Regions from separate parts of the Ovis aries genome. Here region 1 is linked to region 2. A link is a contact called in public Hi-C data. All regions are on one chromosome and are shown on one strand. Each heading gives the region's core, a stretch centred on a gene start, on an enhancer-like site or on the middle of the called end of the contact. The rest is flanking DNA. Distances are from core to core; before and after follow the strand shown. Region 1 has its middle 33 kb from the start of PPP2CA. Region 2 overlaps TCF7 (transcription factor 7).

The links. A called contact is a pair of places that touch in the nucleus more often than the background predicts.
Region 1: a Hi-C map of hypothalamus shows a contact between it and region 2, with 4 times the contacts expected there. The contact joins two enhancer-like sites. A contact is called at or near these places in 7 of 16 Hi-C or Micro-C datasets (blood, hypothalamus, skin fibroblasts and 1 more).

What each region holds. Positions count from the first base shown.
Region 1 is chr5:43,537,002-43,539,701 of ARS-UI_Ramb_v3.0, forward strand. No RefSeq gene overlaps it. Among named protein-coding and RNA genes, the nearest start is that of PPP2CA, 33 kb to the left of the region's middle. Within about 2 kb of position 1,365, at least 4 of the 54 cell types and tissues checked have an H3K27ac peak or open chromatin away from gene starts, as enhancers often do. A contact at or near this core is called in hypothalamus, where this site is marked.
Region 2 is chr5:43,436,104-43,438,803 of ARS-UI_Ramb_v3.0, forward strand. It overlaps TCF7 (transcription factor 7), which reads left to right. Exons shown (of 11, transcript XM_042250521.1): 11 at 2,120-2,700. The coding sequence ends at 2,391. Among named protein-coding and RNA genes, the nearest start is that of SKP1, 18 kb to the right of the region's middle. Within about 2 kb of position 1,333, at least 24 of the 54 cell types and tissues checked have an H3K27ac peak or open chromatin away from gene starts, as enhancers often do. A contact at or near this core is called in hypothalamus, where this site is marked.

The DNA.
Region 1 (2,700 bases), core at 115-2,614, 100 kb after region 2:
CAAGGTTCATCCACCTCACTACAACTGACTAAAAATTCCTTTCTTTTTATGGCTGAGTGATAGTCCATTTATAGATGTACCACAACTTCTTTATCCACTCATCTGTCGATGGACATCTAGGTTGCTTTCATATCCTGGCTATCATAAATATTGTTGCAGTGAACACTGGGGTATATGTGTTTTTTGAATTATGGCTTTCTCAGGTATATGCCAAATAATGAGCTTTCTGGGTCATATGGTAGTTTTATTCCTAGTTTTCTGAATAATCTCCATACTGTTCTCCACAGTGACTGTATCAGTTTACATTCCTAGCAGCAGTGCAGGAGGATTCCCTTTTCTCCACATCCTCTCTGGCATTTATGTTTGTAGGTTTTCTGATAATGGCCATTCTAACCACGGTGAGGTGATAACTCATTGTAGTTTCAATTTGATTATTTTTCTAACAATGAGCGATGTTGGGCATCTTTTCATGTGTTTTTTGGCCATTTGTATTTCTTCTTTGGAGAAATCTCTGTTTAGGTCTTCTGTCCATTTTTTGATTGGGTTGTTTTTCTGATATTGAGGTGCATGAGCAGATTGTATATTTTGGAGATTAATCTTTTCAACAAATATTTTTAAAAAGAGAAAAGCCCCAGGAGTTCATAGATATAGTTTCAATAAATATTCTGATACCACTAGATATTGTTTGAAGGGCAGGAATTAAAGGAACCCATTTTCCAAATTCAAATCTATTGAACAACAAATCAAGGGAGACTGCCGGTGGCAGAATTTTTTTAAGGTTGATGCTGGGAAAGATTGAGGGCAGGAGGAGAAGGGAACGACAGAGGATGAGATGGCTGGATGGCATCACCAACTCAATGGACATGAGTTTGAGCAAGCTCCAGGAGATGGTGAAGGACAGGGAAGCCTGGTGTGCTGCAGTCCATCGGGTTGAAAAGAGTCGGGTACGACTTAGTGACTGAACAACAACAAAAGTTTTTCAAGAGGCATCAGATGCTTTAAACAGTTTAGTAATACTGATAAATGTAATATTAGTAACTACAAAGAAATTACTCAGAGACATCCAAGAGAAGCTGCCTGAAATGTATATAAATAATCAGGCTTGATCTAAAAAGTCTTAAGACTTTGGAGTCATTCATCTGAGGAAACTCAAATCCTAGCATGCATTGTTTCCTGCATTTCTCATCCTAGGGAGCAAAAACCACTGATTTAAGGGCAAAAACCACTGCCTCATTAGGACCCCATCTTCATACACTAGGTTCAGTCCAACATGGAGCTGAATGACTTGTCCTGTTAGACCAGGGTAGACAAGAGCTCCTGGTCCTGAAAATGACGGCTATTGAGCTCCCTCTGGAGGTGGTTAGGACTAACTGACTTGAAAGAGAACTTTGGAATCCTCTTTATGCTTTGGCAAGCCAGGCACAGAGACTACATAATAGCCATTGGATGCCTGTAGTCTCTATTCTGCTATCCATTTAATAAAACACCAGTGGTAAAGAGCAAGAATCTTAACCCAAAGTTAGTCTGAAAATCAATCTGAGGGACTTCCCTGGTGGATGGGAATCCAGCCTCCAATGCAGGGGACACAGGTTTGACCCCTGGTTGAGGAACTAAGGTCCCATATGCCGTAGGGCAACTAAACCTGCATGCCACAACTAGAGCCGTGGGCCTCAAGGAAGAGTTAATACAGCCAAATAAAGAGATAAGTACCTAAAGATAAAAGAAAGTAAATCTGAAGCACTTTTTGTTTTACTTATCCCTCTACGTTATACATTTTGTTTATACTTTCAATACCATCCAATTAAGCAAATAAATCACTTTGCTTGTTCTAAGCCAAGAGTTCCTTGAGAGACCTGCATACACTGAGACAGTACTCACACAATTTCTCACTCTGTGGCAAGCACTAAGTATATTAATTTAGGTCTCCTGATACATAGTTATTAAAGAAACAGAAATGTGGTCACTTTCAGTGGAAAATCTAAAATTCTGACCCATATACTGTAACTCATATGCGTAATTCTGACCCATATATTGTAGAGCATTATTTCTTTTTACCCTTTCACTTGTCTTATCTGAATTTCCTTGTCTCTTTCTAAATTTCGAGAAAAAATTTTTCTCACTTATCCGAGATTCCTCTGGATTCTATTCCTAAAAAGCATCCTCCAAGTTTTATCTCTAAAAGTACCTAAGTTTCAATTCCTCCATTAAAATGCTAACAAGCTGTAAGCTTACCTCATTTCCTTCACCTTTAACCTCCATGCCGAATGACTGCTACTCATTCAGCTACTTGACAATGAATATTAACATGATATAGACAGCACATTCTACCACATCAATAAAATTATCTCATAGTTTATTCTTTGTTTTTTTTCAAGTGATTCCTATGTAGGTGTTTAATAAATTCATTAATTCACAAGAAAACGTTATTGAGTGTCAATATATGCTAGGCACTATTCTATGCTGGGGAATATAGCAACAAACAAAACACTAATTTTCCTGTTCTCATGCAGTTCATCGTTTATTGGAGGGAGATCATTAAAAAAAAAGCTTGTCAGATAGGGAATGATATATGAAGAAGTCAAGCAGGAAACAGGAATGAGAATGGGGAAAGTTGTCATCTTAAGCAACCTGATAGAGAAAGCTTCATATATGAGTAAAAGTCAGTAAGGAGGTTGTTCTGAACAACAGGAAGGAGTTAAA
Region 2 (2,700 bases), core at 83-2,582:
CCTTTTCTGATACCTTGGCTTTGGGCCCTTGGCCTCCCACTAAGACTGGACAGGCCATGGAGAGGCCCTTGCCTGTAGGGACTGTGGGGTATCTGTGACTGGCTAACACTGATATTACCTCTTCTTTCTGGGCCCTGCTCTGCCCTGCTGCCTGCCTGCTCGCCCTCTGCCCTGCTCTGCCCCTCTGGCATGGCTGTGAGCAGACCCTGGCTCGCCTAAGAAATGCCGTGCTCGCTTTGGCCTCAACCAGCAGACGGATTGGTGTGGTCCGTGCAGGTGGGTTTGTCCCCACCACCACCCTCCCTTTGCTTCAAGCTGCTTCCCTGACTCTGCAGATTCTGCTGGGCCTGCTGTCCTCCTTTGGCCTCTAGCACCCCAACATACCCACAGACTGGGAAGCCAATGCCTCCTAAGAATGAGAATGAACACAGCTTCTGAGGAAGATCACTTGGGTCTAAGTGGAAGGAACAGGAGAGAATATCCTAGATGGAAGGAAAGGCGGGCTTTAAAGGCATCTCTGGGGCCTGGTGCCCAGGGTTCCCTGGTAACGGTTGTCTGGTGCTAATCAGGCTGAGCAGGTCCATATTAGACAAATCTCGCACACAGCATTTAAGTGGCTCAAGCCCGTCCCCAGGCCTCAGCGTCATCGTGGTCCACCAGCTCCTTCACGTCAAATTGGGATCCCTGTTGTACCATACTGAGCCTCAAATCTAAGAACAGCAAAGCAGTACTGCAGTAGAGAATACCCTGAATAAGGCAAATGCACAATAGCCATGTGACCTACTGAGACCAGATGGAGGGAGAGGTCAACACAGGTACCCTTGGCACCCATACTCAGATCCTATGGCATTAAACCTGTGTTTCACCATACAATATTTGTATATGGGAAAAGAAAATATACCTACCAAATATACCTATATTAGGCTCAGGCCAGGCCTGCCAGGGCCAAGGCTGAGGCTGTTCCAGGCAGTAAGTTCACTGACTAAGGAATACTTGTTCAGCCCCGAAGGGTACCCCCACGTTCCCTGTCCAAGAACAAAGAGGAATTTGGGGGAATAAGTGTATGTACATATGTACACATGATGGTAGGCAGCCCTGTCCTCAAACAGAAAATAAGATGGTAGGAATGGGTGAGGCAATTCCCTTTCTTCCCCTTCTCTGCTCCTAGCCTAGCTCTAAGTATCTGACATGCTCAGGGCTAGAAGCCACAAGCACACATTAATCAGATCTGAGCTTCACAAACACGTGAAGCAAGCTGCAACAGCCTAGACTGGGAGACAGCTGTCCTAGAAGACAGCAGGCAGCCCACACATGGAGCTACAAAAGGTCCCTGTGCCATCTAGTGGCTCTGTTGAGAACTGCACCTGTCCACGGTCTGGGCCAGGCCCAGCAGTTGCCATGCTAAGTCCTAAGGCATAGGCATATGTATGTAAGTCATGGGGAGATAGGCCTGTGCAAGGACAGCATTTTTTGGTTGTGGTGTATGACTATGAATTCACCCTCTGTTTACAGATAACTCTCTTCACTATTCCTAGGAGGAAAAAGAAATGCATTCGGTACTTACCCGGAGAAGGCCGCTGCCCCAGCCCCGTTCCTTCCGATGACAGTGCTCTAGGCTGCCCCAGGTCCCCAACTCCCCAGGATTCGCCCTCGTACCTCCTGCTGCCCCACCTCCCCACAGAACTGCTTGCTAGCCCTGCAGAACCAGCGCCTACATCACCAGGCCTCTCAGCCACTCTCAGCCTCTCAGCCCCCTCAGAGCGACCAGCAGAGTACACAGGTACAGCAACAGGAATCTCAGAGACAGGCAGCCTAGCATGCACAGGACACATGGCTTCCTCCAGGGGCTCACCCTCTGAGAGGAGACGACAGAGTCCCAAAGCAGGTGGAAACCGGCCAGGGGGCCTGTTGGCTCCCTCCCACAGCTCAGGCCCTGGAGATTTCAGAGTCTGCACAACTTCTGCCTAAACCTGAGGCCCTCAATTCAAACTGCTCCAAGTGATGGGAATCAGATCTGTGTTGTGTCATTTCGTCAGGGGCATCCCCCATGCCTAGGGCAGGCTCCCTCCCTCTGTCTTGACAGCCAGATGCCCCTGCCCCCCTTGCTTTTCCTCTATAGGTCATAGGTGGACTGGACTGAGCCCAGCTGCTTTCCGTACTCATCCCCTCCACCACTGCCCCACCTTCCCTGTACCAGATACTTCATGGACCAAGAACCAGCTGGTTTACCAAACAACATGTAAGCATGGTCACAACCACAAAGCTCAAGATGACACTGCTTCTCTCTTAAGGGCCTGGAGAAGCCCTGTTTACAGAAATCCATCTGCTATCTGTAAGCTGAACCAAGGGAAGCTTCTGCCCACATTCTTTTTAGCAGCTTTCAATAAGTGAATGGAATAGGTTAGATTTAGGCCTATCAGCCCAGCAACTGGAATAACCTGACACTACCTTATAGGCAAGTGTGGGTGGTGAGCATTTGTGGCTGTAGTTCAAATTACTTGGAAATGTTTCCTGAGAAATTCAGCCCCCTAAGGTGAAGGTGAAGTTGCTCAGTCGTGTCCGACTCTTTGCGACCCCGTGGACTGTAACCTACTAGAAGCCCTGATACCTAATGCCCTAGTCACTGGTTCAAGTCAGTTGTGGCTCAAAACCAGTGTGCATCCTTCCCCACTTCTGACAGCCTTGTCCACAGATCCAGTT